Linked DNA regions of Mus musculus: all the other regions are linked to region 4. Evidence: chromatin contacts called from public Hi-C, HiChIP or PLAC-seq and promoter capture Hi-C data. All regions are on one chromosome and are shown on one strand. Each heading gives the region's core, a stretch centred on a gene start, on an enhancer-like site or on the middle of the called end of the contact. The rest is flanking DNA. Distances are from core to core; before and after follow the strand shown.

What was found. Promoter capture Hi-C pulls out the DNA fragments that hold promoters and counts their contacts. Hi-C and Micro-C count contacts between places; a contact is called where the count stands out from the background. HiChIP or PLAC-seq counts read pairs in DNA pulled down with a chosen protein or histone mark.
Region 1: an H3K4me3 HiChIP or PLAC-seq map of embryonic limb bud shows a contact between it and region 4, with 3 times the contacts expected there. The contact joins the promoter of Tmub2 here to the promoter of Arl4d in region 4. A contact is called at or near these places in 2 of 115 datasets of contacts at active chromatin or transcription factors (embryonic limb bud and memory CD8 T cells) and 1 of 9 other capture datasets (pancreatic islet).
Region 2: a contact with region 4 is called in a promoter capture Hi-C map of liver. The contact joins the promoter of Hdac5 here to the promoter of Arl4d in region 4. A contact is called at or near these places in 2 of 39 promoter capture datasets (liver and macrophages) and 1 of 115 datasets of contacts at active chromatin or transcription factors (memory CD8 T cells).
Region 3: a contact with region 4 is called in a Hi-C map of CD8 T cells, with 5 times the contacts expected there. The contact joins the promoter of Lsm12 here to the promoter of Arl4d in region 4. A contact is called at or near these places in 1 of 484 Hi-C or Micro-C datasets (CD8 T cells) and 2 of 115 datasets of contacts at active chromatin or transcription factors (memory CD8 T cells and pancreatic cancer cells).

Annotation. Positions count from the first base shown.
Region 1 is chr11:102,283,471-102,286,877 of GRCm38.p6, forward strand. Tmub2 (transmembrane and ubiquitin-like domain containing 2) reads left to right here and starts at 1,481. Exons shown (of 4, transcript NM_028076.4): 1 at 1,481-1,618; 2 at 2,194-2,248. The coding sequence starts at 2,214.
Region 2 is chr11:102,228,289-102,231,471 of GRCm38.p6, forward strand. It overlaps Hdac5 (histone deacetylase 5), which reads right to left and starts at 1,884. Exons shown (of 27, transcript NM_010412.3): 1 at 1,717-1,884. It overlaps Mir8101 (microRNA 8101), which reads right to left and starts at 1,862; the gene lies at 1,752-1,862.
Region 3 is chr11:102,183,998-102,187,186 of GRCm38.p6, forward strand. Lsm12 (LSM12 homolog) reads right to left here and starts at 1,259. Exons shown (of 5, transcript NM_172947.3): 1 at 1,086-1,259. The coding sequence starts at 1,209.
Region 4 is chr11:101,663,856-101,666,967 of GRCm38.p6, forward strand. Arl4d (ADP-ribosylation factor-like 4D) reads left to right here and starts at 1,686. Exons shown (of 2, transcript NM_025404.3): 1 at 1,686-1,782; 2 at 2,693-3,112. The coding sequence starts at 2,795.

The DNA of each region.
Region 1 (3,407 bases), core at 231-2,730, 620 kb after region 4:
AAAAGAAAAGAAAAGAAAAAGAAAGAAAGAAAGAAAAATGATTAAGGAGGGGCCAGTGAGATGGTATGGGGAGGGGCAGTTGCCACAAAGGCTGGTGACATCAGTTCAACCCCTGGGACCCCCAGGGTAGAAGGAGAATCAAGTCCCACAAGCTGTCCTCTGACCGCCACGTTTGGGCTGTAGTGCACACATCTACATATACTCAATCAATAAATAAAATGTAATACATTTCTTAAAGTGACCAAGACCATCAAAACACTGGGTTAATCTCATGGTGGTGCCCAGATGGGAAAGATCATCCACTACACTGGTTCTCTGTAAAGTTATTTTTGGTGCTACTTCACAACTGTAATTTTGCTACTCTTATGAATACTAATATAAAATCCGATATGCGACCTCTGAATGAGTCGTTAGACTCAAAGGTTGAGAAAGGCTGCTTGCTCTTCTACATAGTGAATCAACAATCAAACAAAACCAAAAAAAAAAAAAAAAAAAGGAAAAACTAATCCAGGGTGATAGACTTGGAGAGATGGTTCAATGGTTAAGAGCACTTGTTCTTCTTGCCAGAAGACCTGAGTTCTCTCCCCAGCACTCAAGACTGGCGATTTACAACCTCTTGTAACCCTAGCTCATGGAGATCCAATGCCCTCTTCTGGGCTCTGCAAGTACCCACACACGCGGCATACACATAGAAACAAGTAAAAGAAAAAAAATCCTTTCTTAAGAAGGCACTCTATTTGTTTTTTGTTTGTTTGTTTGTTTTTCGAGACAGGGTTTCTCTGTATAGCCCTGGCTGTCCTGGAACTCACTACTTGTAGACCCGGCTGGCCTCGAACTCAGAAATCAGCCTGCCTCTGCCTCCCAAGTGCTGGGATTAAATGCGTGTGCCACCACTGCCCGGCTGAGGGCACTGTATTTGTATCTCTTTAAAATGCCTTCCCGCTTCATTTATTAAAGCTATACGAGGTAGAAATCTTCAAGTACTTAAGACTTTAATTTGTATTCTTGCCCATCTCCTCGAGGAACAACTGTCTTAGAAGTCAAAAATAGCAGACTTTACCGCTCCCAACCTTGGAGCCTGGTGTGCATTGGCGAAGCAGTAATGAATCTCATTAGCTCTGGAGCTAGAGAACCAAACCGGAAGGAAAAACCAGGCGGGAAAGAAGGAAACCTAGCGGCGGGTGGACCAGGAGAGCTTGCCAGGGCAATCGTCTAAGCATGAAACCACGCCCCCCACAAACACCTTCCCCCGCCTCTTCTCTTTTGGCCCCGCCTCCGACCTCCAGGAGGTCCGAGGCCACGCCTAATGGGCGTGGTCTTACTGCCGGAGGTCCGAAATCCCGCCAACAATGACTCCTCCCCTTCTGCCGCGGCGCAACCTGGCCCTTTTATTTAAAGATTACGTTTACGTCAGTCCGCCTTACGTAGCTTTGCGTCATCAGTACAAGGCGGGGAGGCGGGACTTCCTGTCCTGGATGTTAACAGCTTCCGAGAAAAGCCGGAAGAGATCGGACCCTGGACAGAATCCTGAGTTGCCAGCCCCTCCCCTGACCCCTACGGAAAGAGAACTACAAAGACTGTCCTGGCGAAGTCAAAACATTTATCCTGGCTTTGTCAGGTGAGGCTTTCCTTCCCCATCGAGGCACAGTAACCATCCAAACCCCCTTTAATCTCCCATGACTCCTCGCGTCCTCAAGCTCCGCCCCCTCTCCTCTGCCCCGCCCCGAAGTTTGAGGGGTGTGGATGGTTTGTGACCCCCCTACCTCCCGACCCTCGCTTCTTCACCTGACCCTAAACCATCACTGTCCCGGAGAGTCGGGCTTGGGCACTGCGACCGAAACCCGGAAGCTCCTCGGCTCGGGGGTGGGGTGGGGGGTGCTGATGGACTCCACTGCCAAGGGAATAGGACCTTTCAGACGCAGAACCTTCACCCCAGAAAAAAGCACGGTCGGGGACGACTCCCCACAGTGCGGTCAGGATCGTCCACAGGCTGAGGAGAAAGCCGAGGCCTTGGTCAGACAGATGCAGGTCCCCTATCTGGCCCCTGCCCGCGGCAGTTCCTTGTGTCCTCCGCTTCCATCTGTCTTTGCCACAGTTTCCTTTTGTGTACATCACGGTTCCTGACACTAACCTGACCAACAGGGGTTAGTTATGGGAGTGAGACGTAATTGCTATCATTTGTTTATTGAACAGTGTTAATTATTTTTGCTTCGATGATTTCACGTCTTCTTCAAAACAACCTTATGAGGTAGGTAACCATTTTAAACCCCACTTTACTGTTGAGAAAGCTGAGGCTTTGAGAACGTTGCTGGACATTGCATAGCTAGAAGAGGGGCTAGACAGTGACCCAGAATCGCTTCCCTGACTCCAGGGCCAATCTGTGTAAATAAGGCTGTGGAAACGCTTCTGAGAGTGTTGGTGTGTTCTACAAATATTCCTTGAGCAGCTACTGTGACATTGCATTAAGAGCTTCAAACAAAGAGAACTACCCTCGGTTCTTATCTTCCAGGAGTCAATGAAGAAATGGACAGGTTATGAGTGTAATGATGTTTTGTGGGTGCTGTGAGAGTAGTCTGATGATGATAATCACCAGATGGATTTGCCCAGAGACAGCTGTGAACGTAGATTCTCCAAGGAAAAGAGACGGTACTCCGAGGAATATGCAGAGAGCCTCCAATGCTTTCTCAGAAGCCGCAGAGAGGGAAAACCTTCATAGCACAAGACAGATTGAAAGAAGGATAGTGGGAACCGTTGGGAAGTATTTCCAAATAATTTCTACTTGGGCAATGGTTTTCTTGAAGCTGTCTCGTGTAGCCTTAGGCAGCCTTGAACTTGCTAAGTAGTGGAGACTTGTCTTGAACCTTGTATCCTTAGTTCCTTTATTTCCCAAGTTCTGGGATAACCAGGGCATGTAGAACAGCGGTTTTGCAGTTATAAAGCCAAGCCTATGGAGACTAAAGCGTGTAGTGTTTCTGGTGACTGTCCTATGTGGCTCCCCAGAATTTGCCAGAACAGTTTAATAGACAAACATGTCTGCTGATAGTCCCAGTACATTTGTCCATTTGAAGTGATCTGATCCTATCCTTGATAGATCAGAGTATATTTATGTATTTGGCTCTTGACATCTGGGCATGAATGGGTGTGTGGGCATGAATGGGTGTGTGGCCATGAATGAGATGTAATCCAAAGGAAATCTGGCAAGGGTGGCCGCACAATGCCCATTAAAGAGTCTTTCTAATCTGAAGCTACCACTGAGGCTGCTGGGTGCATGCAGATGTGCTTGGTCATGTGTTAGGAATCCTAGAGAAACTCCAAGCTTAAAGAAGCAAAATGTAAGCCGGGCAGTGGTGGCCTTTAGGCCCAATACTCCGATAGGGGCAAGTGATTTTGAAGCCAGCCTGGTCTAT
Region 2 (3,183 bases), core at 634-3,133, 560 kb after region 4:
AGCACACAGCTAAGCTACCAGCCCCAAGAAACGGAAAGCAAAGCTCTTATCTCTGCAGCTACTTGGGGTGGGTGGTGCATGTGACACTGTTACCCCCCCCCCTCACTCCAGATTACACCATCCTTGGGGGATGCACCGAGGAAGAGGGCGAACATTTTCTACACGTGCCACCTGGGACCTGTCTCTCCTGGCAGTAGTGTGTCAGGAGGTGCCGGGAGCCTGCGCCTTTAATTTGGGCTCCCAGTCTTTAACAAGATCTAGTCCAGATCCAAGTCTAAGAGGAAAGAGAGAAAAGGGAAGACTTCAGAAGGAAGAGGCAGACCAAGTTCTCCTCAAGCTTTGTTGTTTAGGAAGGGAAAGAGAAGGGAAGACTGGAATGAGGAGCCCACAACATGGTTCATCCGTAGCCCATCTCCACAGCCAGCATGGGCTCTTGGGTCCCAGTGTGGAGGGCATAAGAGCCTGGGAGACCCTCCCTGCCTGCAACCTTAGGACCTAAGTGGAGGGCCAACAGGTTCCAATGTAAGGATTAGCCAGAGGTCTTCTGGCCCAAACCAATCTCCCATCCCTGCCTCCTTTTGTTCCTAGGATCTAACTCTATCTTCCCCTCCCACTGATCCCTAAACCCCTCTCTCCATTCCCATTCCCAAGATCCAAAGCTAATTCCAGGACCCAGAAGCATAGTGGTCACTACCAGAGTGATGGGTACACACACACACTACACACACTACACACACACACACCACACACACCCCAAAAGCAACTGCAGCTGCTATCCTTCCTCTTCAGGGACAAAGCTCATCTCAGAAGGCCAAACGCAGGGACATGAAGTGGTCACCTTCTCCCCGAAATGAAACACACTCCCCGCGCCCCCCCCCAGCTCTTAGATTAATTACTTATCGTCCAGCCAGTTCTCATCTTCCTGAGGGCCCCAGGGATGGGTGGGGAGGGGGGAAGCCGACTCCCCCAAGTTAACAAGGCACTATTAGAACCTCTGCCCCATGAGAAACAAACCCAAGATGAAAACTGGGCGCGGGAGTGGGGTGGGGAGATCTGCCCTAGCCAAGAAAGATCACCAATTCATCTCCCAGCTCTTTCCCGAGCTCCAGGGTGTCAGACAGAAGAGGGTGGTAATAAACGCAGTAACGCCTCACAGGCGAGGGGGTGAATAGCACAGACAAGTAAGATGGGCCCCGCAGTCCTCTTCCACCTGCAGGGACGTCAAGGACATAAAATCAAGGGTATGTTCTTCGCCACTTGGAGAAGCACTGTGGGTGGGCTGCGCCCCTCACCTCAGAGTAACAAGAAAGGGGTGTCTAGTGAAGAGAGGGTCTGCCCAGAATGCGGGTTGCAAGGCTCAAATCGCAGTTGCAACGGATTATGAGCCGCCGGGGAGGAGACAAATCAGACATCCCCGGCCGGTCTGCGGGACATTTGGGGGCGCGGGGTGCGGGGTGCGGGAAAATCGGCCCCTCCCTTACCTGCAGAGAAGGAGCCCTGCAAGGGAGGGATGAGGAGGGGCGCGCGCGGCGAGCCAAAGGCGACACTCCCCGGGCCCAGCGACGCTCCCTGGGGGTGCGGGCTGGCTCGGCGCGCGCGCCGGGAGGAAGGACAGGGTCGCGGGGAGCCCGCGGGCAGCGACGGCGGGAGGACGGGACGCTGCGGGGCGTCCCGGGGCCGTGGGAGGTGGGGTCCTGGCGGGTGCGGCGCGCTCACCCGCTGCGGCTCGAGCTCCGGCTTCGCGGGCGGCGGCGGCAGCAGCGGCGGCAACAGCAGCGGCAGCGCCTCCTCGACGGCTCCTCCATCTTTGCGGCGGCTCCTCCGGCTCCGCTCGCCGCCGCCACCAACAACAACATTCGGAGACGTCACTCTCGTCACGTGACCCGACCCCGAGCTAAAAATAGGCTCAGACCCCCCCTTTTTCGGGCTTCAACCGAGAACCCTCCCCTCCCATTCGGCCCTCCCCTCAGATGGGCGGGACCAATAGCGCCACCGTGACAGCTTCTTAAAGGGCCAATGCCCAGCCCAAGGTTAGGCTGGGGTGGAGGTGGCAGAGAAGGGATCCCGATCTCTTCGCCAAGTAATGAACTGAGTAGAACCCGGACCCCGGCTGCTGCAGGGGCTGGATGTGTGGGATTTACGATTTTGTTCTCTGTGCTTTTTCGACTTCCTTTTCAAACGGCGGATGGTGCAATCTTTGCCCGCCTGAGCTGTTCCCTAACACGCCCTTCCCTCGTTAGGGGGAGGGTAGAGGGGGGTGGAATCCTAGGGGCTGCCTTGGAAGTGGAAGCCCCTGCAGGCGCGTCAAAGCTGAAAGATTAGCTTGGACAAGTCTCTAACCCACCGTGCTAATATGGCACAGCGCTGCATCTTGTTAAAAGAAACTCCTTGGAGAAAGCCAGCATAGGTTGTAACTGTCCCTGGCCTTCAAAGGAACAGACCAAGAACCTAAAAGTCCGCTGGTCCCCAACTTTGATACCACACATACTACTACCACGTCAGTGGAACTGAACATGACTGTATCATTAAACCTACATTGTTTTGTCAATGACCTAGCAATTTTCCTAGCAAAAAATGTATTCTAAGAAAATATTGTGCTCCAAAATGAGTATAGGAAGAGATTGTTTGTTATATGAGATGTCAGAAACAACCTAAATAAATATCCATCAGGTAGGTATCTGCAAATAAACTAGGAGACATCTATTTAGTAAGTTATCATACAGATGCTCAAAATTATACATATGTGGGGGGTGTAAAAGCGGCTTTTGGGGCGTTTGACAGGAATCTGACATTGGTCAAGGACAAGAAAATGAGATTCAGGCAGGAATCTGACATTGGGCCATGACAAGGGAGTAAGTTCAGGTAGGAATCTAATTTTAGGGTGGAACAAAGAAGTAGATTTCAGGCAAGAATGTGATTTTGGGCTAGGACAGGGAAGTAGGCTCAGGTATCTTGGTCATCCTGACAAGCTCTTAGACTTTGTTTATTGCCTTGACATACGGCTTTAATCCCAGCACTTGGGAGGCAGAGGCAGGCAGATCTCTGAGTTTAAGACCAGCCTGGTCTACAGAGTGAGTTCCAGGACAGCCATACTGAGAAACCCTGTCTGGAAAAAACAAACAAACAAACAAAACAAAATATCCATTAGTTCCAATACTTTATACAAACGTTCATGAGTCTGAC
Region 3 (3,189 bases), core at 9-2,508, 520 kb after region 4:
AAAGTATGTTCTCCTCTTTTTAAAATAACACACACACACAAAGAAATCGTTCTTGTTGTATGCCGTTTATGAAGAAATCTTTCTGAGCTGGAAATCAACAACTCACAATTAAAAGGCAGCAGAAGTTTCCATAAGAAACTTCATTTTAAAGACAGAGGCTACCTTCTAAAAATAATTCTAGTAAACCCACCTGTAGCTCAAATAAAGGGGGAGGCAGAGGTTCATTTATTTCAACCAGGAAGCGTTTTGTTTTCCAACAGTGAGTTGGTGAAGTAATTCATAAACCATTAGGGAACAGGGCCACTTCTTCCATGCAGTTTAACACTGGTACTTTGAAAAAGAGGGACGTTTCTATGGAATGTGTTGAACTGAACCGAAGGCCACACTGTCTGTCATACATAAACCCCTGAAAAACGTGGCAAGTCCTCTCTAGACCAGGCTTCTAATTCCAACACCTCCTAAGTAGCAGTTTTCAAATGCCTGAGAACCTTCAAAGTCAGCACACACAGTGACACCAAGCATACACCACCCCAGCAAAATTCGCCACCAGTTCAGATACAAACTCTGTTCCGCACTTCCCATCTCTAAACCGGCAAGGCCCATTAGACCACCATCCCACCACCGCCCTTTCTTGAATCAAATCTCATCAGCAGACAGTCCACTCGTAAAGTCCATACCCTTACCCTACTAGCAGTTCCTGACCCTACACACCCCTCCCGACTCCATCCGGGCTCCAATCTCCAGCCCTCTCCCCACCACGACCCCCTCCCCTCAATCACGGAGTCCCCTTAAGACATCGTCCCCTCCCGAAAAGACACCCGCGTGTCAAGCCCCGCTCCACCCACCAACCCTCAGTTGGGGCCCAGCTCCCACAAGGGGTGGGAGACAAGGGTCCCCAAAGTGGACCGAAAAGGCCCGCGGGAGGGGGATGGGAATCTCACGGCCATGCGCATGCGCCCGGGGCACCGCGGTAGCCGGTCGCCCCTAGGCCGGGAGAGGGCCCTAGCTGCCGCCGCCGTCCCCCGCCCCCCCACCACCGCACCTACACGCCGGCCCGGCCTCGGGGTCCACGCAGAGAAGGATACTTAGAGCCAGCATTTTGGACTGGTAGTCGAAGGCTACCACCTCGCCCTGCAGCCGCTGCTCCTGGCACGTCCGGCACGACACCTGGCTCCCAACGCTGAAGTACTCGCCCGGAGGTGCCGCCATCTTGGGAGAGCAGCCGCGGCCGGCGGCGGCGGCGGCAGCAGCGGGCGAAAGCCGGGCCCCCAGCAAGCGCCGCGACGCGACGCGCGAGGCGTGCTGACGTCATGCGCAGGGGCGTGGCCTGGCGCTGGGTGGGGCGGGAGCCTTAGGTAGAAGAGGAAATAAAAGAGGAATCTTGAATACAGTAAAAAATGTGCCGCTGCCGGTCTGCTCGGCCAAGTTCCTGCAAAGCTCTGTTGGAAGCTAAGGAAATAGATACATATAAAGGCTAAATGATTTACGTAGGACAAGATGGAGAAAGGGAAAGCAACTGGAGTCTCGCTGAAGCCCACACCTTACACAAAAACGTTTAATGAATGAACTCTATAAAATATTATCCTCATTTGCATACGAAGAACCAGAAGCTCACAAGAATTACCAGGACTCACTCAAAATGATTATAACCAATTATAAAGTAGTCGAACAAAATACATTAGCTGTAGGGCTAAGCAAATTAGAATCTGAGGCCATTTACCAAATACCGTAAGCAAATTAGCAAACTTATGTTTCTTCGGTGGGATCTAAATACTACTTAGTACTACTTAGTGAGCATCTGGCATCCCCTCAAGGAAGGAATCAATATCCTCATTTTACAGACAAAGAAAGGAAGTCTTAAAATTGTCAGGGTCACAAAACTGGCAAAGCCATGGTTTTGATTGTAACAAAGGTACTACTTACTGGTCTTTATCAGATAATAACGTTTGCCTCCTAAGGCAGTAAGGAGGCTTAAGTGAGGTAATGCATACATGCATGACATATAGGATCTAAGTAAATAATAGTAACCCTGTGATCTCAGAAAGCTCAGTAAAAGGAAGAACAGCTCTGGAATGTTGCTCAGTAACAGAGCACATATCCATTCTTACGGACATAGGGTTCAAATCTCAGCACTAGTAGAAACATACATACATACATACATGCATGCATACATACATACATATATACATACTTGGGAAAGGTGGGAAGTCCGGAACAGGGAATGGTAATAATGGCAAAGTCCAGTCCCAATGATATCCATTTGATATTACAATACTCACTAACCTTACAAAAGGAACTGTGCAGATGCACTTATAAACCTCCCAGCCCCAGCTGCCATCCTTCACCCACCCCTCCCCACAATATAAAAATCATCGGAGAAATGGATTGACCTTTCTCTAGTTTACAGAGAGGCATAGGGCCAGCTCTGGCACTGAGTGAGCCTGAACAAAGTTCAAAAATGTTTCCTTGTGCTCCAACAGGCAAAAACTTCCTTGTGTTGGAGGCATTGGTGCAATTGTTATAATGGGAATAAAAATTCTTCTCCATGCTTTTGTCTGTTTCAGAGGAATGTTGTGTCATTCTGGACCCCATAACAAGTCATATATACATAATTCTCCTTCTCCAGGCAGGAAGGAGGGAATGCTGGGATTAAACCCAGGACCTTGCACCTCTGCTAACCTATATATTCTCATCCCTGACTTCACTTCTTTATGACACTGTAATTAGTCTCCCTTTTTTTGTTTTTTTGTTTTTTTGTTTTTTGTTTTGTTTTTTTGTTTTTTTCGAGACAGGGTTTCTCTGTACTGCCTGGCTGTCTTGGAACTCACTTTGTAGACCAGGCTGGCCTTGAACTCAGAAATCCACCTGCCTCTGCCTCCCAAGTGCTGAGATTAAAGGCGCCTCCCCTTTTCTAAAGTACGTACCTGAAACTCTAAAAATAGGAATCTCTACATAGAATTTTTTTTCCCCCTACACATACAAAGAGAAGACAGAGTTTATGTTAGGCCCAGTAAGAACTTAACACCTTCTAATTAAAATAGAGTGAGTTTTGTTTTGTTTTGTTTTGTGTTTTGGAGACAGAGTTTCTCTGTGTAACCTCAGCTGTCCTGAAACTGGCTCTGTAGACCAGGCTGGCTTTGAACTCACAGGGATCCATCTGCCTCTGCTTCCCAAGTGCAGGGATCAAAG
Region 4 (3,112 bases), core at 436-2,935:
GGGCAGAACCCAGAGTCTGTGCATGCTGGGCAAACTCTCTGCTGCTACGCCATCATGACTGGTTCATCTGTATTTCTGAAATAGGGTCGTGTTAAGTTGCTCGTGCTGGCCTTGAACTCATGATCTAGCCTAGAGAGGTTATCCATGTCTTGTCTCCTGCCTCAGCCTCCAGAGTACCTGGGATAACACTCTGTGGTTATGCCCAGTTGAACTTTGTCTTTTAAAGTCTCTTTTATCGTGCTTTTTAGACAGCATCTCACTGTGTAATGCTGGCTGTCTAACGTAAGACTGCCTCGCCCCAGAGTCTCCCCATGAGAAGACTATTGCCAAGCAGTGAGCATCCTGGCACTGAATTCAGACAGATCTTGCTCAGCCACATATGACCTAAATGTGATCATAACTAAGTCTTTTATCCATCTGCAGCTTTCTGTACCTGTAAGAAACAGACAACAGTCCCTAACATGCTACTGTGAGGTAATGGGGTCCTCCATGCTCTATATGCAGGAAGCTGAGGCCCAAAGATTGTTAGGATGTCCAGGATAGCCTGAGCTACATAATGAGATTCCTATCTCAAAACACACACACAAAAAAACCAAATATAGCTGGATATGATGGCTCATGCCTTTAATCCTTTTTTTTCCTTTTTTTTTCCCGAGATGGTTTCTCTGTGTGGCCCTGGCTGTACTGGAACTCACTCTGTAGATCAGGATGGCCTCGAACACAGAAATCTGCCTGCCACTGCCTCCCAAGATTAAAGGCATGCACTACCACTGCCTGGTTTCATGCCTTTAATCTTAAAGGCAGAGGCAGGTGGATTATTTTGTGTATGAGGCCACCCTAGTCTACATAGTGAGTTCCAGGATAGCTAGGGTTATATAGAAAGACCCTGTCTCAAAAAATACTCCCCCCACCCCCTTATCCCTTGAAGCAATGGCTCAGTGGTTAAGAGCACTTATTACTCTTCCAGCGGACCCAGGTTCGGTTCCCAGCACCCATATGAGGCAGTCACCACTGTCTCTAATTCTGGTTCCAGGAGATCTGACATTTCCTACTGAACACATGGGCATATACTGACCCACTGGCTTAACTGACACTGAGCACTGCTGCCCTTGCAGAGGTCCTGAATCCATTTCCCAGCAACCACATGGTGGCTCACAACCATCTGTAAGGGGATCCGATGCCCTCTTCTGGTGTGTCAGCGTCCCCGTACTCCTATATACATTAAATGGGCTTAGTATTATGAATCAGCTGTATCAGAGCTCCAGGTAAATACTGCTTTGCAAACTAGATGAAGACAGTGACTTGAATGAGTACTACTGAATGAGGTAAGATACGAAAACATGTCAGAATCTCTTCGAGCAGATCTTTAGGTGGAAGGAAAGTATGGGGGGGGGGCAGCCGGATTGAGGGCAAGTGGATGGGGTAGTGTCATTATTAGACATTCCGTTCCATGCTCTCGTCAGGCGCAGCCACGCCTGTTCCTTTAGTCTGTCCCACCTCCCAGCCCTAATGAGTTCCAGGCTCTGTTCCAAATACTGAATAAGGTAGAAAAGATTAAAATAAAGCGGTTCCGGATAGAACGAGCTCTCCATTTCCAGGCTGGGGCTGCAGAGGCTGGCTCAGTCCCCGCCTCCGGGACGCTGATTGGGCCGCGTCGTGTGACGTCACGAGAGGGTTTTTAACGAGGAACCGGAGCAGCGGCACTGCAAAGTCCGCTGTGGCTGAGACGCGACGAGTCGGTGTCTGGTTGGCGTGGCTCGCGGAGAGTGCGGCTGGCTGAAGGTAAAGGAGGGTGTCTGGACCATGCAAAGGCGCCGGCTTGCGGGGCTTAGGGGAGCGGGCGTCGACCGCTGGCTGGAGAGTTGCAGGGCCGTGTGGTGGTGGTCAAAGCGCCCGCAGGGGCGTGCCACCGTTGTGGGTATGCGGTGCTTGTGGGAGCCCGACCCACATCGGTGCTCTTACTTTGGGCACACTGCCCGACCGCCTCCTTCATGCGAGATTTCTCCTCTGGGGAGTGGAGAGCACAGCTTCTGCTTTCTCTCAATCTCGGAGAGGGGTGCAGGGAAACGACCTTACTTCGGATCTTGCCTGCAAGATCCGCACCCTCGAAGATCCTAGTGCCCGAGAGTTTCTCTGACCTCAGGGCCTCTCCTAGGAGTCCCTGGGACAGGAGCACGCCTTGTTACACCTGTAGCTACTTTTTTTATTTTTTATTTTTAAGAAGAGGGGAAGGAGAAAGGCATTGGAGATGGTTTAAAAGCGCCTACCCTAAAACATGAGGACCCTAATTGGTTCCTGAGACCCACATACTCTTGTAAGTTGTCCTGACTTTAACACTCAAGCTGTGAGTGGCTTACACACACGCACAAAATATTTTTTCTTTACTTTGGAAAAAGAGGCACTTAAAAATCTTTTTTTTTTTCTTTTTTGTTTTTCTAGACAGGGTTTCTCTGTGTAGCCCTGGCTGTCCTGGAACTCACTCTGTAGACCAGGCTGGCCTCGAACTCAGAAATCCACCTGCCTCTGCCTCCCAAGTGCTGGGATTAAAGGTGTGCTCCACCACTGCTGGGGCAAACCTTGTTTTAATAAAAGGAATATTTAGAAGGGTAGGGTGCAGGTTTAGGGGAAGGACCCAAAAGTTGCAAATTCGTTTATTCTAAACCTTTCTCGTTTCTTTTTTGGCCTTGTTTAGACACCCCAGCTTGTGCTACCTGCCGTTTTAAGGTCTCCTCTTCTTGGCCTCTGCTGGAGTCCCAGACCTACTCCTGAGGTCCACCCTGCACCCTAGCTCACCATGGGGAACCACTTGACTGAAATGGCCCCTACAGCCTCGTCCTTTCTGCCGCACTTCCAGGCCCTGCATGTCGTCGTCATTGGGTTGGATTCCGCGGGGAAGACTTCCCTTCTTTACCGTCTCAAGTTCAAGGAGTTTGTCCAGAGCGTCCCCACCAAGGGCTTTAATACTGAGAAGATCCGCGTGCCCCTGGGGGGTTCCCGTGGGATCACTTTCCAAGTGTGGGATGTTGGGGGTCAGGAGAAGCTTCGGCCACTGTGGCGCTCCTACACCCGCCGGACAGATGGACTGGTGTTTGTGGTGGACTCTGCAGAGACT